2 separate regions of the Arachis hypogaea genome follow, and region 1 is linked to region 2. The links are chromatin contacts, called in public Hi-C maps. All regions are on one chromosome and are shown on one strand. The core of a region is the stretch at or near the end of the contact, and the rest is flanking DNA. Distances in the headings are between cores, read along the strand shown.

Evidence for each region. Hi-C and Micro-C count contacts between places; a contact is called where the count stands out from the background.
Region 1: a Hi-C map of an unstated tissue shows a contact between it and region 2, with 5 times the contacts expected there. The contact joins the promoter of LOC140177213 here to the promoter of LOC112749940 in region 2. A contact is called at or near these places in 4 of 8 Hi-C or Micro-C datasets (leaf and an unstated tissue).

What each region holds. Positions count from the first base shown.
Region 1 is chr2:88,869,727-88,876,987 of arahy.Tifrunner.gnm2.J5K5, reverse strand. It overlaps LOC140177213, which reads right to left and starts at 5,888. Exons shown (of 4, transcript XM_072210242.1): 1 at 5,640-5,888; 2 at 1,644-4,307; 3 at 1,158-1,349. The coding sequence starts at 2,796.
Region 2 is chr2:88,735,661-88,743,452 of arahy.Tifrunner.gnm2.J5K5, reverse strand. LOC112749940 (tRNA (cytidine(32)/guanosine(34)-2'-O)-methyltransferase) reads left to right here and starts at 2,227. Exons shown (of 12, transcript XM_025798385.3): 1 at 2,227-2,617; 2 at 2,886-2,943; 3 at 3,032-3,125; 4 at 3,527-3,576; 5 at 3,956-4,005; 6 at 4,197-4,305; 7 at 4,606-4,666; 8 at 4,759-4,811; 9 at 5,148-5,240; 10 at 5,838-5,901; 11 at 6,555-6,662; 12 at 7,105-7,542. The coding sequence starts at 2,917. The coding sequence ends at 7,352.

The DNA of each region.
Region 1 (7,261 bases), core at 4,639-7,138, 130 kb before region 2:
AAGAAATAAAACCCAGCCAAACCTAGTGTAGTCATCCACAATTACTAAACCATAATGTTTGCCACCTAGGCTTTGAGTTCTTGTTGGACCAAATAAATCAATGTGTAGCAACTCAAGTGGCCTTTTAGTAGAGATGTCTTCCTTTGGTTTAAAAGAACTTTTTGTTTGTTTTCCCATTTGGCAAGCATCACAAGTGATGTCTTTGTCAAACTTAATCAAAGGAAGACCTCTTACTAACTCTTTCTTTACAAGTTTGTTTATTTGAAACATACTTGCATTGCCCAATCTCTTGTGCCACAACCACTTTTCAGATTCTTTAGAGTGAAGACAAGCTACATTTTGATCCTTTAGTTCATCAAGAGTAAGTCCATACATATTATTGAAACGCTTGGCAACAAACATCACTTCATTTGTTTTTTTCATTAACAACACAGCATTCAAGTCTTTTGAAAACAACTAAATATCCTAAATCACACAGTTGGCTAATACTCAAAAGATTGTGCTTTAAACCACAAACTAAAAGCACATCATCAATGAAAGTAGATTGCTCATTACCTACTTTTCCAACTGCAATGATTTTACCTTTGCCATCATCTCCAAAGGTCACAAAACCTCCGTCATACTTATTTAGTTTGATGAAGTAGGTTGAGCTTCCAGTCATGTGCCTTGAACATCCACTATCCATGTACCACATGTCCTTTTTGTTCTTGGATGCTAGGCAAACCTGCATGATGAGTTTCAGGTAGCTTTAGGTATCCAAATTAATTTGGATCCTTTGAAGTTAATCCATCTTGGTTGCCCAAGTGCATTGAAATCACAAACAACATTGTAGACCTTGTTTCCTACAACTCTCTTTTCAATGAAGCATTGTGCATATGAGTGACCAATTTTTTTGCAATTAACACAATGATTTTCTGGTGTGTGTCGCTGAAACTTAGGTGAGTTAAATTGCTTGAAGTGATTAAATGGTTGAAATTTTCTGGTTTTTTGGGGAGACACATTTCCTTTAACAAATCGATTTTTGTTATAATTGTTCCTCTTTACAAAACTGTTTTCACCAGAATTTTTAGAACTCTTTTGATTTTTCGAAAATGAGGTTTTGTTATAGAAAATTGGTTTCTTAAAAGCAGCCTCATTTTTCGAAATATAACCCAAACCTGGCCGGTTTGAACTCGGACCAGTTTTTGGTGAAATTTCAGCTTCATTTGTGTATTCTTCATCATAATTTTCTTCACAAGTTGAAACATATCCGATACCTGATTTGTTTGGTATGGATTTAGTATTTGATGAAGAGGCCACAAATTTCATAGAGGAAGTGTTGGAAACAGCATCTTCCTTGGCTATGTAGCCTAAACCAGATTTTTCAAACAACGGTCTTTGACTTGCAAGTAATTTGTCCAAGTTACTAGAACCTTGAGCAAATTTTGCTAAGTCACCATTCAGCCTTTTAATTTTGTCATTTAATCTTTCATTTTCAGCAATTAACTCATGTGAGGGATCCACAATGTGCTTTCCTTTTAATTTTTCAAGTTCAGATTTTAGAAATCTGTTTTCTTCAATGATGTTTAAAGCACATTCAGTTTCCTTCACTTTTTCTTTTAAAAACTCATTTTCAGCTCTTAACACATCTCTTTCAGATCTGCATTCATTGTATTTGTCAAGCAGTTTTAAGGTGTTTGAGGCAAGATCATCAATAATAGCATGCAAGTCCTCAATGGTCAAATCATAATAGTTTACCTCATCGAGATTGTTGTTTCCAGCCATGAAACAGTCCTTGTCATCTCCTTCAGATTCTTCTTCTTCATTTGAGTCATTCTCAAGATCCTCCCAAGCTGCCATGAGTACTCTCTTCCTTTCCTTCTTTCCTTTGTCCTCCTTTTTGAGCTTTGGACAGTTTGACTTGAAGTGTCCAGCCTCCTTACAATGATGACATGTCACCTTGCTCAAGTTTATCTTGTGCTCCTTTGAACTTGAGCCCTTGTATTTGCCTTTGCTCTTCAACATCCTTCTAAATCTCCTAGCAAAAAACAAAAGCTCGTCATCTGAAATACCATCACTTGACTCACTCTCTTTCGGTTCTATTTGTGACTTAAGGGCTATTCCCTTTTTCTTTGAGTCTGTTTTTGTGTGTGTGGCTTCATAGGCAAGGAGTTTTCCTCTCAGCTCATCATAGGTTATTGGACTTATGTTGTTACTCTCGGTTAGGACAGTGGCAGTGTTTTCCCACTCTTTTGTGAGGCTTCTAAGGAGTTTTCTCACCAAGGTTTGTTCTGCATAGTTTGTACCCATAGCATCAAGGTTGTTGATTATTATTGAGAATCTCTCAAAGGCTTCATCAATGCTTTCTCCATCCTTCATGCTAAACATCTCGTACTCTTTTCGCAGCATATCAATCCTCGTTTCTTTGACTTGTTTGGTGCCTTCATGTGTAACCTGGAGTTTTTCCCAGATTTCTTTGGCTGTCTTGCATCTAGACACCTTCCGGTACTCTTCAAAGCTGATAGCACAGTGAAGAAGGTTGATTACTTTAGCGTTCAGCTCCATCTTCTTCTTATCATCTTCATTCCATTCAGCTTCTTCTTTTGGAGTCACCACTCCATCAGCACTTGTTTTTGTTGGGATCTTTGGACCGCTCACAACGATCTTCCATAAGTTGTAGTCAATGGATTGGATGAAGATCCTTATCCTTTCTTTCCAGTATGAATAGTTCTTCCCGTTGAAGAAAGGTGGCCGGTTGTTTGACTGGCCTTTAGTGAGGGTGTAAGCAACTATGGTTGTGCCCAAGTTGTTCGCCATTGGATCTTTGCTCCAAGCGGTTAAGCTTGATTCTTGAGACCTTAGCTCTGATACCAATTGAAGGTTGTGGTAGGCTTAGAGAAGGGGGGGTTGAATCTATGCCTTCCTTTGGTTTGCTGTTTTCACCCTTTTTAAAGCAAAGTTACAAATCTGATTCTGTTTGAACTCAGCAGCGGAAATTTATGAGACAAATTATTTTTGTCTCATGAATATCAGAAAACAGAACATGACAGAGAAGAAAAAGCTAACACTATGCAACCTACATCCAGTCGCCTCCACAACTATGGAAGAATTTCACTATAGTTAACAGTATTACATACACCAATTTCACACTCAAGTTCTAACCTAACTTGACATTGGCTATGCTAACACTCAACTATTCACTCTTAGTGCTAACCCAACTAAGAAAGGGATACCAAACAGGTACAAGATACAAGACACTTAGCTAACCTAAAGAAATCTGAAAATAACTCTAGACTTTTCTCTAAAGTGTATCTCTCAGCCTTTTTCAATTCTTGGCTTTTTCTCAAGCTTTCTCACAATGCCTTTTCTCTCAAGAAATTACAGAAAGATAAGCTTAGAAAAATACATTACAAGCAGTAAAACATGAAGGAGATTGACTTTATCAACAGCCTCTGTGCTATGCAAAAAACCAGATTAGCAAGCCTCTGATTCAGTTCTTCATACTGGCGGAATGCACCTTTGATTAGGTTACACTGTCTAGTTAGTTGAACTTCTTCAAAGAGCTCTCTCAGAACAAAACACCTCAAGTTCACTGGTTATTTCTCCTTATTTTTCCGAATGAGCAGCAAGCTTCTTTTATCTCCCTGCATGTTGCTCGGTTCTGCTTCCAAGGTCAACACCTTGATCCTTGAGCTTCACCAACCCACAAGCTCACTTTTTCTTCTTAATCATCAAAGTAGAACCTTTCCTTCTGACTTTTCCAACTTGACCGAAAGCCATGAAGGAGTAACCAAAATTGTCAACCAAATCTGAACCATAGATATGCAACTTGGTCCCCAAGAATCTCTTGTGACCGTGGATTTGTAGCAGTGAAGAACATAGATCAACTTTTTCTTTGAATGCCATTCTCGGATAGAACAGAGAGTAGGGAAGAAAGGATGAAGATCTGATGCATGCAAGATGAGATAGATTACCTTTCTTAAGCTTGATTTGTATTAGATTTTCTGCTTTAGCTTCTGTGCTTCAGGCTTAGATTTTCTCTTTCTTGCTTCTTTTGTTACTGGCTTATGGAGGAAGCTTTTCTTCTCTTTCTCTTTCTTACTTTTCTGAAGTCTTGATGTGACTTGATTAGAGAGGAGAACGTTGCTTTGGTTGGAGCAATATGGTGGGAATTGAAAATCAAATCGGGCTTGGATCGGTTTGGTTCATGTAACCCGTTTGGCCCATCTGATTTCTTTGGCTTCTAACTTTTGCTTTTGTTTGGGCTTAACTCATCAGCCTTGCTATATTGTCTTTATACCATTTTGGGCTGCTTGGATGAATTTGGCCTGCAACATGAAATAAATAATTAGTAATATGCCATTAAAGTTTGATCAACACTAATTATTTATTTTTCCCAAAAATAATGTTTGTCATCACTAATTAATTTAGTTAATTTCTTAACTCAACAGGAAGAATGCGACGGTGCACAACAAATCGGACTGCGACGTTAAAAGGAGAGAAAGAGATGACAGTTAAGTTTTCATTGGTGCGGATAGAGGAAGGCAGATGGAGGAGGATAGTGATTGAAAGGAAGAGTTGGTTGCTAAATTTGAGAGGAAGAAGAAAAAAAAGGTTCAAGAAGATGAGAGGACAAATTTTGAAAATTTAAAAATTAAATAAAGGTAAAAGAGTAAAAAATTAACGTTTCATCATTTATATCACAGTGTCTCAACTATTTAGATGTAAACAAATTTAATGTCTCCGTATCTTTCTATGTCCATAAAAAATATGTATCTCACCAAATCAAATAAGAGACATGTGTTACTATGTCCATGTCGACATCAACCAAATGCTACCTACATGAACATTTACTCAAAGAACGATATATTACTCATAGAAGCAAGGAATAATTATTGTATTGGTTCAATGGTTCAACAAATTCAATCATGATTAAACCGAATAACTGTTTTATAATAAAATAATAAATAAACTATACATAAATGTAAAAAATATAATTATATTCTAATATAAACTTTAAAATATCATCCAAATTAAAAATATTACATCAATTAAAATGTTATAATTTTTTAACTACAAATTCAAAAACCAAATAATAAAAAAATCTAAATATTAAATACTAACATTAAAGTTTGTCATCAATAATTAAAATCTACAAAAAAAAATTACCGCATATTTACTTATAACTAAAACTAATTCTAATAACCAATAATAATACAACACCATAATTAAATAATCAAAACACAACACACAAAATACAAAAAATTAAGCTGCACAAAACACAAGAATACAAAATATAGCATAAAAACAACAATAAAACAAACAAATAGCACTGTAAAATTAAAAATAGCAACAATTAGCCGTAACAATAAAAAATAACAGCCAACGAACTATAGCTTAAATAGCATAATCTTCCTATCCTCACTTAGAAATTTTGGATTCAAATCTTACTCCTAATTTTTTTAAAAAAAAAAACAAGAACAAACAACAACAACTAGAACTATCAAGAACAGACAACAACAATCAACAACAACAAGAAAATAACACTAAAATTTAAATAAAAAAATAACATTTGAACAACAAGAACAGAACCATCAAGAACTAACCAAATGAACTAAAAAAAAAAGAAAAAAGAAGCGACTATAGAGAACTACCACTACCAGAAACGAGCAACATAGAACTCGATGGAGGAAAAAAAAGTGATGATGAAAAAGCAGATGCGGACTTAGACAGGTGGCGGCGACCGGAGAAGAAGGTGAGGATGACTGGCCAGCTTAGCAACTGGAGCGAAGGAGACCGGAGTGGGTGCACAAGTTGAAAGTTGTTATGTCATATTGGTCAGAAAAGAACGAGGAGAAATGAAGGATTTTAGGATTTTTTTTTCCTTATCACTAAAATAACGTTGTTTTGGAAAATTTTGCAAAAGCTGACAAGGTTATGATTCGGTTCGATTGATTGGCTTCTGACCAATTTTTTGTTTTGAAATGATTTTTAATTTTGACGGTTTTTTAAGTTGATTGAACCAAATTTTTATTAGTTTTTATTTGATTAGTCTAATTGACTAATTCAAATTTGTATTTTAGAATTATGAAAATTAAAAAGACTATGGATAAAATTTCAAAGATGATTTTTTCTACCGTATATTTCTTAAAAAATTCTCAAAACAAAACCAAAATAAAAAAAAAAACAATAAATAAAAGAGAACTCAACATTTAAACTAAACACTATAGCCTATTTATTACCAACTTCAGTAGTTGATTTGGGCCCTCCACAGTTTATTTCGCTTATTACGACCACTCAAATCACAGAAGGCAGCTATTACTTGAAATAAAATATCATAAATAATATAGTAAGCATTAAGTGTAATTTATGAACCTTTTTTGAAATAGATGTCATAATTAAGACTTTGGGGGCGAACTAATCTATATCTCTACATGTACACTGCATATTTCTTTTAGGAGTTTCATGAGGGGCCCAAGGGTCTCCCCACACTACGATAGAATTTAACATCCATTCAATTTTCTTACATGCAAAATGGACCAGCCCAGCTACACATTAATGAATGATGATCGTTGTTGGTCCATTTCCGAGGCCCAGCAGAGTTTGGCGACCATTCATATAGTTAATTAGGTTGGAGGGAAATAAAGGTTTTTCTTCTATTAAGCTAAACTCCAAAAATTTATACGCCGGGAAACTGAAATCCACAAAAATGATAATCATAAAAACAAAGTTTCTTAAAAGATAGTATTAATTCGATAAAAATGACTTTAAATATAGGAAAAATACTCTTGAAAAAGGTTTAAAAGTTAAATTTTGACAAATTTTTGGGTACATGGTTAGAAAATTAATATATTTTCATCTTTAAAATTTAATGATTTCGTTCCAAATGAATTTTATTTAGAGGATGCATTCAAAGAAACAATGTAATATTCAATATATATCTAGACTATTTTTTCAATTTTATTGTTTTATGTTCTTTGCATATAAATAAAAGAGTAAATAACTATTTTTAATTATAAAAAATTCAGACCTTGACAAAATTAGTCAGAAAAAAAATCTAAACTAATATTATATTTATAAATAATGAATTATATTTGACAAAAATATTCAATCGTTAATTTTTTATTAATTTCATTAAAAGTGATATTAAATTTTTAAATTATTCCTATCATCTTCTTCAACATCTTGAAATATTATTTTTTTCCAATTAGATTTAAAAGATCAAAATTTATTTGTGTCTACAACTGCACAACACAATTACCACTATCCGGAACACTATATA
Region 2 (7,792 bases), core at 978-3,477:
GATCCTGAAGCGCCATTAACTGCTGTTGGCGCTTGCGACGCTTAGCGGCTGGGACCCACGTGCTCTTCATGTGGGTCTTGCACTCATACCCACGACTCTTGCAACAAGTCCTGCACCTCATGTGAGGGCAGTCTTCCTTCGCCTGGTTCCTGCAATCTTGACAGTTTATTCCAGTTGTTCTGCTTCCTGCTCCTCCGACTTCTCCCGCCGTAGCAGACCGCATTGCCATAACCGCCGATCTCGACAGAGACTGCTCATCAGATGCTCTACTGACGCTATGCCAAGCGCAATAACCGACGAGTAGAGATCTCGGTGGAAGAGAGGACGTGATTGATGGTGATGTGCTATCACGTGATGTTGTTGCTGGAGCTGATGCTCGTTCCATAGTTTGAAACTGCGGTACGTTGAAACATCGTCGTTGTGTTGCATCTGAGCGAGATAGTGTGATTGTTGTTGCTGCAACTATTGTTGGAGTTCGAGCCATTGTAACAGAATTTAGAGGCTTCTCGGAAGACAGTGACGGACCCAGAAATATTTTGCAATGGGGGCAAAAATATAATAAAATTTAAGTATAGATATATTTTTTTGTTTTCTACAATACTCAACAAATTAAGGATTAATCTGTTATGAATTTGAATTTCATTTAAAAATCTGTAATTGGCCAATGAGTTGCTACACATACGAGATGAAATTTGAATTCTCAACACTTACTTAAGTGGACAATGACTAAACTGATGACTCGACTAATTCAAATTGATTTAGATGTATTTAAAATTTTAAATTATAACTATCTATACATATTAATAAAAACTAAAAATATACGCACAATCACTTATAATTAAGTTTTAATTTAATTATCAACTAATTAATTAATATAATAAAATTAATTATCACTATTTTTTGAATTTATTTATTTATTTATTTTTTATTATTATACTAACTCAAATTTAATAATATAATAATTTTATTGTTATATGTTAAGTTCAATAACAAAATTTTAACATAAAACACAAGAAAATCATTTATATTTTATTTTAAAATAAACATAATATAACAACATATATATGTGTATATTTTAAAAATTCTATGGGGGCAAATGCCCCCTCTTCCTTGCACGTAGGTCCGTGCCTGTCGGAAGAGGTATGGTAGCCAGTAGGTGGCAATGACTATAGGGACAGAAAATGGATGAATCGATTTAGAACAGGAGAGAGTATTTACGAAATTATTAATAAAAATTTAATGATTAATTATTTTTATCAAACAAAACTTATCTTATATAAATATCATTTTAGTTTCAATTTTTCTTAGTCAGTTTTATCAGCATCTAAATTTTTTTATGATAAAAAATAACTATTTACTCTATATACTAGGGTTCTGCTACATTTCCAAAGGAATGATTCAGAAATGGGGAATATAATTCTCTTTGGATTAATTTCCATACTTGGAATGCTGGAAGTTGGTGAACCCATTCCTTATGCAGTTATGCTATTATTTCACCACGGTTCACGGAGAATATTAAATTAAATGACTAACTATTGATTAAAAATTATAAATTATATTGATCGTCTAATCTTTTTTCTAATTTTATGGCATAAAAAATAATTTTTTTTACTTTTTATCAATTATGTTTTGTAAAAAAATATAAAAAATATATACACAAAAATAATATATAAAATAATTTTCTTAAATACGAATGGTATATTTTTAAACAAAAACCCAACTCAATCGTCGACTATTTTCATAAAGAACAATACGAATTCATTATAAATAAAAAAGACACCTCGATTCTAATATTATTATTTTGGAACAATATCAACTCTCTATTAAAAAATATGTCACATGACGACAAAAATTAGTTTTTATGAGACTAGTTATTTTCAAAGTAGGTTTATTATTTTTTAACGCCAGTTCATTTGGTCATTAGAAACTAGTTTGGCTGATCATTATTCACTGCTAGAGCAGCCATATCTTCCATTTCCACTTCCACCACCGCCATTGCCAAAAGCCCAAAGTTCTCTTGGACATATAAAAAAAGTAGCTTCCCTCTTTCTTTTATAATTTTTGGTCAGGCCTCTCTTTCTTTCTTGATTCTGCTTAGGGTTGTTCATGGCCCAGATTAGTTCAAAGGTTCCGCCCATACCCAATTGGTTTGAGTCAAATTTTGTCCGAATTCATTTGGATCCGGCTGAATCCGATATAAAAAGAAATCTAGACCCGGCTAAAGATAAAATCAAGGCTCGAGTCAGTGGACACGGTCCGGTTGAACCAGAATTAAAAAATTAGGAGGATTAGGGCACCGGCACACACAGCTTCCGCTCCCCGCCTCCCCGGCATTCTTCTTCTTCGTGCTTTACTGTCTCGTCCGTTCTTCGGCCGGTCAGCCACGTCCGACGGCCACCACCAACCACCAGCCAGCCAGCCATATAAGTCACCATCGGTCTACCACAATTCGCAGTTTCGCAGCTCACAGCCTCACCAGTCACCAATACGATTCGCCGTTGATCACCGCACCGTCACACCGGATACATCTGGTTTCTCGTTTCCGTCATCGTTGACAGTTGCTGCCGCTGGCCACTAGCCCGTGGTTGTTCATTGCCAGCAGCGGAGCAGCTAACTGGTAAACCTTTAATTTAATTCTAAAAGCCCATTGTTGTAAATAATGGGGGTGTTTTGGATAAATAAAAAAATATAAATTAAAGATAAAAAGCAAAAACATGAGCAAAAGCAACCCAATCAAAATTAAAGGTCATAAAAACAATCTAGTTCGTTATGGTGTCTTGTTGTTGTTGTTGTTGTTTTCCTTTTGTTATGCAAATAAGGTGTTTGATGCAATGCCTTTATGTGTCTATGTGTGTTTTATGGTATTTGTTGTTTTTGCTTTTCAGGATTAGCAGTTTGGAAAGTGAGAGAGAAATTATGGGCAAAGCATCAAGGGATAAGAGGGTGTTGTAGAGATTGGTTCCCACTTTCTGAATTTGCTGTTTGTGTTTTTGGGCTTCCCTTATATGTTTAGCTGAATTGGCTTTTGCAGGATATATATTACCGGAAAGCAAAAGAAGAAGGTTGGCGTGCTCGAAGTGCCTTTAAACTCCTTCAGATAGATGAGGAGTTCAACATTTTTGAAGGTGCGTGTTTTAATTGGTTATTCAAGGGACATGGAAAATGTTAACTAGCTAGGTGAATTTTTCAGTTTTCTTTTTAATTTGTTTTATTAATATGTTTTTGTATGGATGGTATTGCCCTCTGTCCTGTATTCATGAGTTTGATAATGTCATTACCCCATTATGTGTTAGCCCAGTAAATAGAAATTGAAGTCAACAATAGACAAGTGACTTTCTTACACTCCTTTTTCATGTGACTTCTTGGGATAAATGGATTTCTTACTTGTTCTTGTCTAAGAAATAATGAAATGTTTTCAATTAAAATTTGGTTTTGTACTCGAGTCTACTACAGATTGATATGGCATTGTGATTCCTTATTTCTATGTATGTATTACATTATGTGAAACAAATTCAAATTCTGGCAGGAGTGAAGCGTGTTGTAGATTTATGTGCTGCCCCAGGTAGCTGGAGTCAGGTACTAGTGACTGGAAATGATCACTGTTTTGGTATTTGAATTGTTAGCCAATATTATTCATTTAAATTATTTCATATTATGCACAACCACAAATGTTTTGAAAAGCATCTTTTGCTTCAGCAGCAGCAGCAACAAGACCAATCAACTGCATGGTTTTAAGTTTAAAGTACTTTAAACAATGTCATTACTAGCTAGACACAACTTTTTGTTTTTAGTTTATTCTGCTGAAATTATTTTAACTTTTAACATGATACTGGAGACTGGAACCGAGGTCAGTCCATGACACGGAGATATATCATCAATAGTAGAAGTACTAGAATAGGGATAACAGAGCTTGCACTATATGTCCATCTTCATAACAATCAATTCTTATGTTCAGGTTTTGAGTCGTAAAGTGTATCTCCCGGTTAAACTTGCACCTGATGCAAAGTAAGTTTTCTTTTCTTTGAGAGTGCTTTGTTTCCCACTCATATGTTCTATCGAATTTATAAAATAATCAAATCAATGCTTTTGAATATTCAACGTGAAAGTGGTGTGCTTTATGTTTCTGAACATGATGTAAATCATATCAGCTGGCTTTTTTGTCTTGGTTGTCAAATTTCTCCTCATTTTGATATCAGGGATGAAGATCTTCCTCTTATTGTAGCTATTGATTTGCAGCCAATGGCTCCAATTGAAGGTGTTATCCAGGTGCAGGGTGATATAACTAATGCACGGACTGCTGAAGTGGTAAACAGTAATACTGCTGTCATGCTGTACTATATTTATTTTGTTGGGCTGGGATGAGAATGTTTCACATATGCAATTGGAAAATTATACTTAATCTGTCTTATCTTATTATCTAAGCTGTGTTTCTTTTATACGGAAATTTGATCGAGAGTTCATCCTCCTTTTTATCATTTTTTTTTCTTTTCTCATTTCTTTTTTGAACAATGGAACTTGCAGGCTGCATGTTCCATCAGTTAATTTATCTCAATTCCCTATTGTACTAAAGTTTGAAAATTGTTTTCTTTATCATTTTTTATTCAGGTCATCAGACATTTTGATGGCTGCAAGGCTGACCTAGTTGTGTGTGATGGTGCTCCGGATGGTAAACAAAATATGATAATTAACTGCGTAGTTATGAAGCATAGCATTTATGTTATTTAAGTAGAAAACATTTAATTGTAAGTGATTTTGCAGTTACTGGGCTTCATGACATGGACGAATTTGTTCAGTCCCAACTCATACTTGCAGTAAGTTTTTTTGTTCTTATAACCTTCTCATCTTTTGTTCTTTCATACGTGCTTGTCCTCTAAGGCGCACCACATTGCATTTTTGTCCTATTCAAATTTGAAATTCAGGAGGAAAAAAATTTTGAGGGTTATGAAGAACTGACCATTCTTTTGTTATCTCTTGTGAAATATATATATATATATATATATATATATATATATATATATATATATATATATAGTTCTCATTTTCAATTAATTCACTTTATTTTCTTAATTGGCTACTAGTTCGGTTATTATATTTGCCTCAAATGGATTTGCCTGGCTACTTGATGCTAACCAGGTTACTCCTTACAGGGTTTGACAATTGTTTCCCATGTCCTTAAGGAAGGAGGGAAATTTATAGCAAAGATATTTAGAGGAAAAGATACAAGTCTTTTATATTGTCAGGTATTTAAAATTTCTCCTCAGGCCCTTATTGTAAAGATTGTAGGAAGTTGGAACTTAAGCATTCTTTGCAATTGCTAAGCTAGTATATATTCTACCAGTCATTCTTCTTTGGTACGTATGTTTCACATTGAATGATACTCAAGCCAAAAGGAATGGAAGTCGTCCAAATACTACAAGACTGATGAGATGAATTCTAAAGGGGAAAGTGAGCTGAATGATAAAAATCAACTTAGTACTCTAAAAAATTAAAGGAAAGCTATTGATTCATTTTCTTGAGAAATATAAGCGCACTTGTAAATTTAAAAGATTTTCTTTAATAAAAAAAGAAAGTAATATTGCTTCGTTCACTGGTAGCATGCTTTTTGTCTAGTTAGAACTAGAAACCTACTCATGGGTATTCAAAATTTTAGTGTCTACAGTTGTGCATGTGAATTGTTCATCATAATAAGATATGTGGTAAAGGTGCATCATTATATTTGTTATTGTTGCAGATCTACATTTATTACACATTTTTTTTTTCGTAGCAGCTTTTCATAAATTCCAGTTTTTATTATAAGCTTAGAGTCATCATTACATATTGCTCCTTTCTATTTGCAGCTAAAATTATTTTTCCCTGTTGTTACTTTTGCAAAACCAAAAAGCAGTCGCAATTCCAGCATAGGTAATTTCTTGTTTCCCATTTTCTTACTGTGTTATCTTTTGATATGCATGCTTTTATTCTCTTTACAAGTTTTGACATGGCTTAGTGTTAAGATATAATAATACTTATGTGTCTATATTCAATGGTTTAGAGTTTAGGGTTTAAGATTTAACACAAAGTAGGACGAGTCAATGCCATAGCAAGATAAGGCTTTTATTTTCCCCAACAGTTTAAAATTTTGAGGACATAGTTCATAAGATAATACCAGTGTTACTATAACCAAGTGGTCTGAATTTCAGTTTTTATTTTCCCCCGTTCTTTTAAATAAAAGTTCAATTTCAGCACAAGGTAGGACGAGTCTATGCCATATCCATGCTTCAATAACCAACGGCTCCATGTAAAGGAGTGTGTTAAAGTATTTATTCATTTATTGGGTTATATCTAAGTTATATTCATTTAAGTCTGATTGATTTGCACCTTCCAATAACTTCTTAATACATATATAAGACAATCTTTTTTGTCTTTGTATCTGCTTATAAATTATAAGTTGCTCGGAAAAATTTAAATCTCATACACCCTAAACTTTTCAAATTTCTTTTTTTTTTCCTCTCTTTTTTTTGGGTTGGTGGAGGGTTGTGTTTAATAATGCTAATCCCTGGTGTTCAAATTTGCAGAGGCATTTGCAGTTTGTGAAAACTATTCCCCTCCTGAAGGATTCAATCCAAAAGATCTTCATCGCCTTCTTGAGAAGGTTGGAAGTCCCTCAGGGGTAGATGATACAGGTATATTTTAGGTCCTTATATTAAATCTTATGAACATTCTTATAAATAAAAATGTTTCTTCGTTGAATTTACTCCTATGTAAAACCTAATATGCTCAACTATCACACACTCATATATGACACCAACATGTCCAATCACCTTCAGGAGACTTTATTTCACTAGGTAGGGTCAGGTAAATGGGACACGCAGAGAATTGTTATAGATCATATTTGTGTTGAGTCCACCTTATACTTAAAAATCTTTCTTAATAAAGTATTCCAAAGTTTTCTTGGATCACATTGGTCTATCCTCCATTTGATCCACACGCAACATTTTGATGCTATTTGATCCATTAGCCAATCCCATTTGGTAGGATAAGGCTGAGTTACTTGTTCATCATGTCATGTTCCTAGTCTAGAGTTTTATCATGCAATGTTTTGTTAATGTGTGTGGGGTTTTGCAGATTGTTGTAGTGGGTGGTTGGAAGGCCCTAACAAGGTGTATATACCATTTCTAGCATGTGGTGACCTTAGTGGATATGATTCTGATCGCTCATATCCACTACCTAAAGTTGTTGGGGGAACCTATCAGAGCCTTGATCCTGTTCAGCCCCCAATTGCACCTCCTTACAAGAGAGCATTGGAGTTGAAAAAGGGCACTAGTCAAGGAGGAGGAATCCGAGAACTTGAAAATCTCACATTGGATTCTTGATCATTGTTGCCATTTTGAATTTCTTTTTGGTTCTTCTTACCATTTGGTATGATTAGTGGAATGACAATTATTAGCGTACGTGTGACTTTAGTGCTTTTGTTTGTGTTCTGCTTGTGCCATCATTGCCTTGCCTGGCTAAGTCTCTTTTTTGTCACAATTTTTTAAAACCAATAGTCTTTTTCCCAGCTAAGATTCCAGGGTTATTCATAATAGTGGATGACGTTTTCATGTTGTTGCTTTGGTGAAGTTCTATCAATAGAAACATGGCAGAGACAAAGATAAAATAGTGTCAATAGTATATACCCAAATAAAAATAAAAGGTGACAATATTTGGGGGAATATTCATTTTGTTCTCTTTGGAGGTTGAGTCTTGACAAAACTTTAGGTGTGTAGTTTGCGTTTTTATTTTTTTGTCTTTTTAGTATATTCTGTTTTTAAAA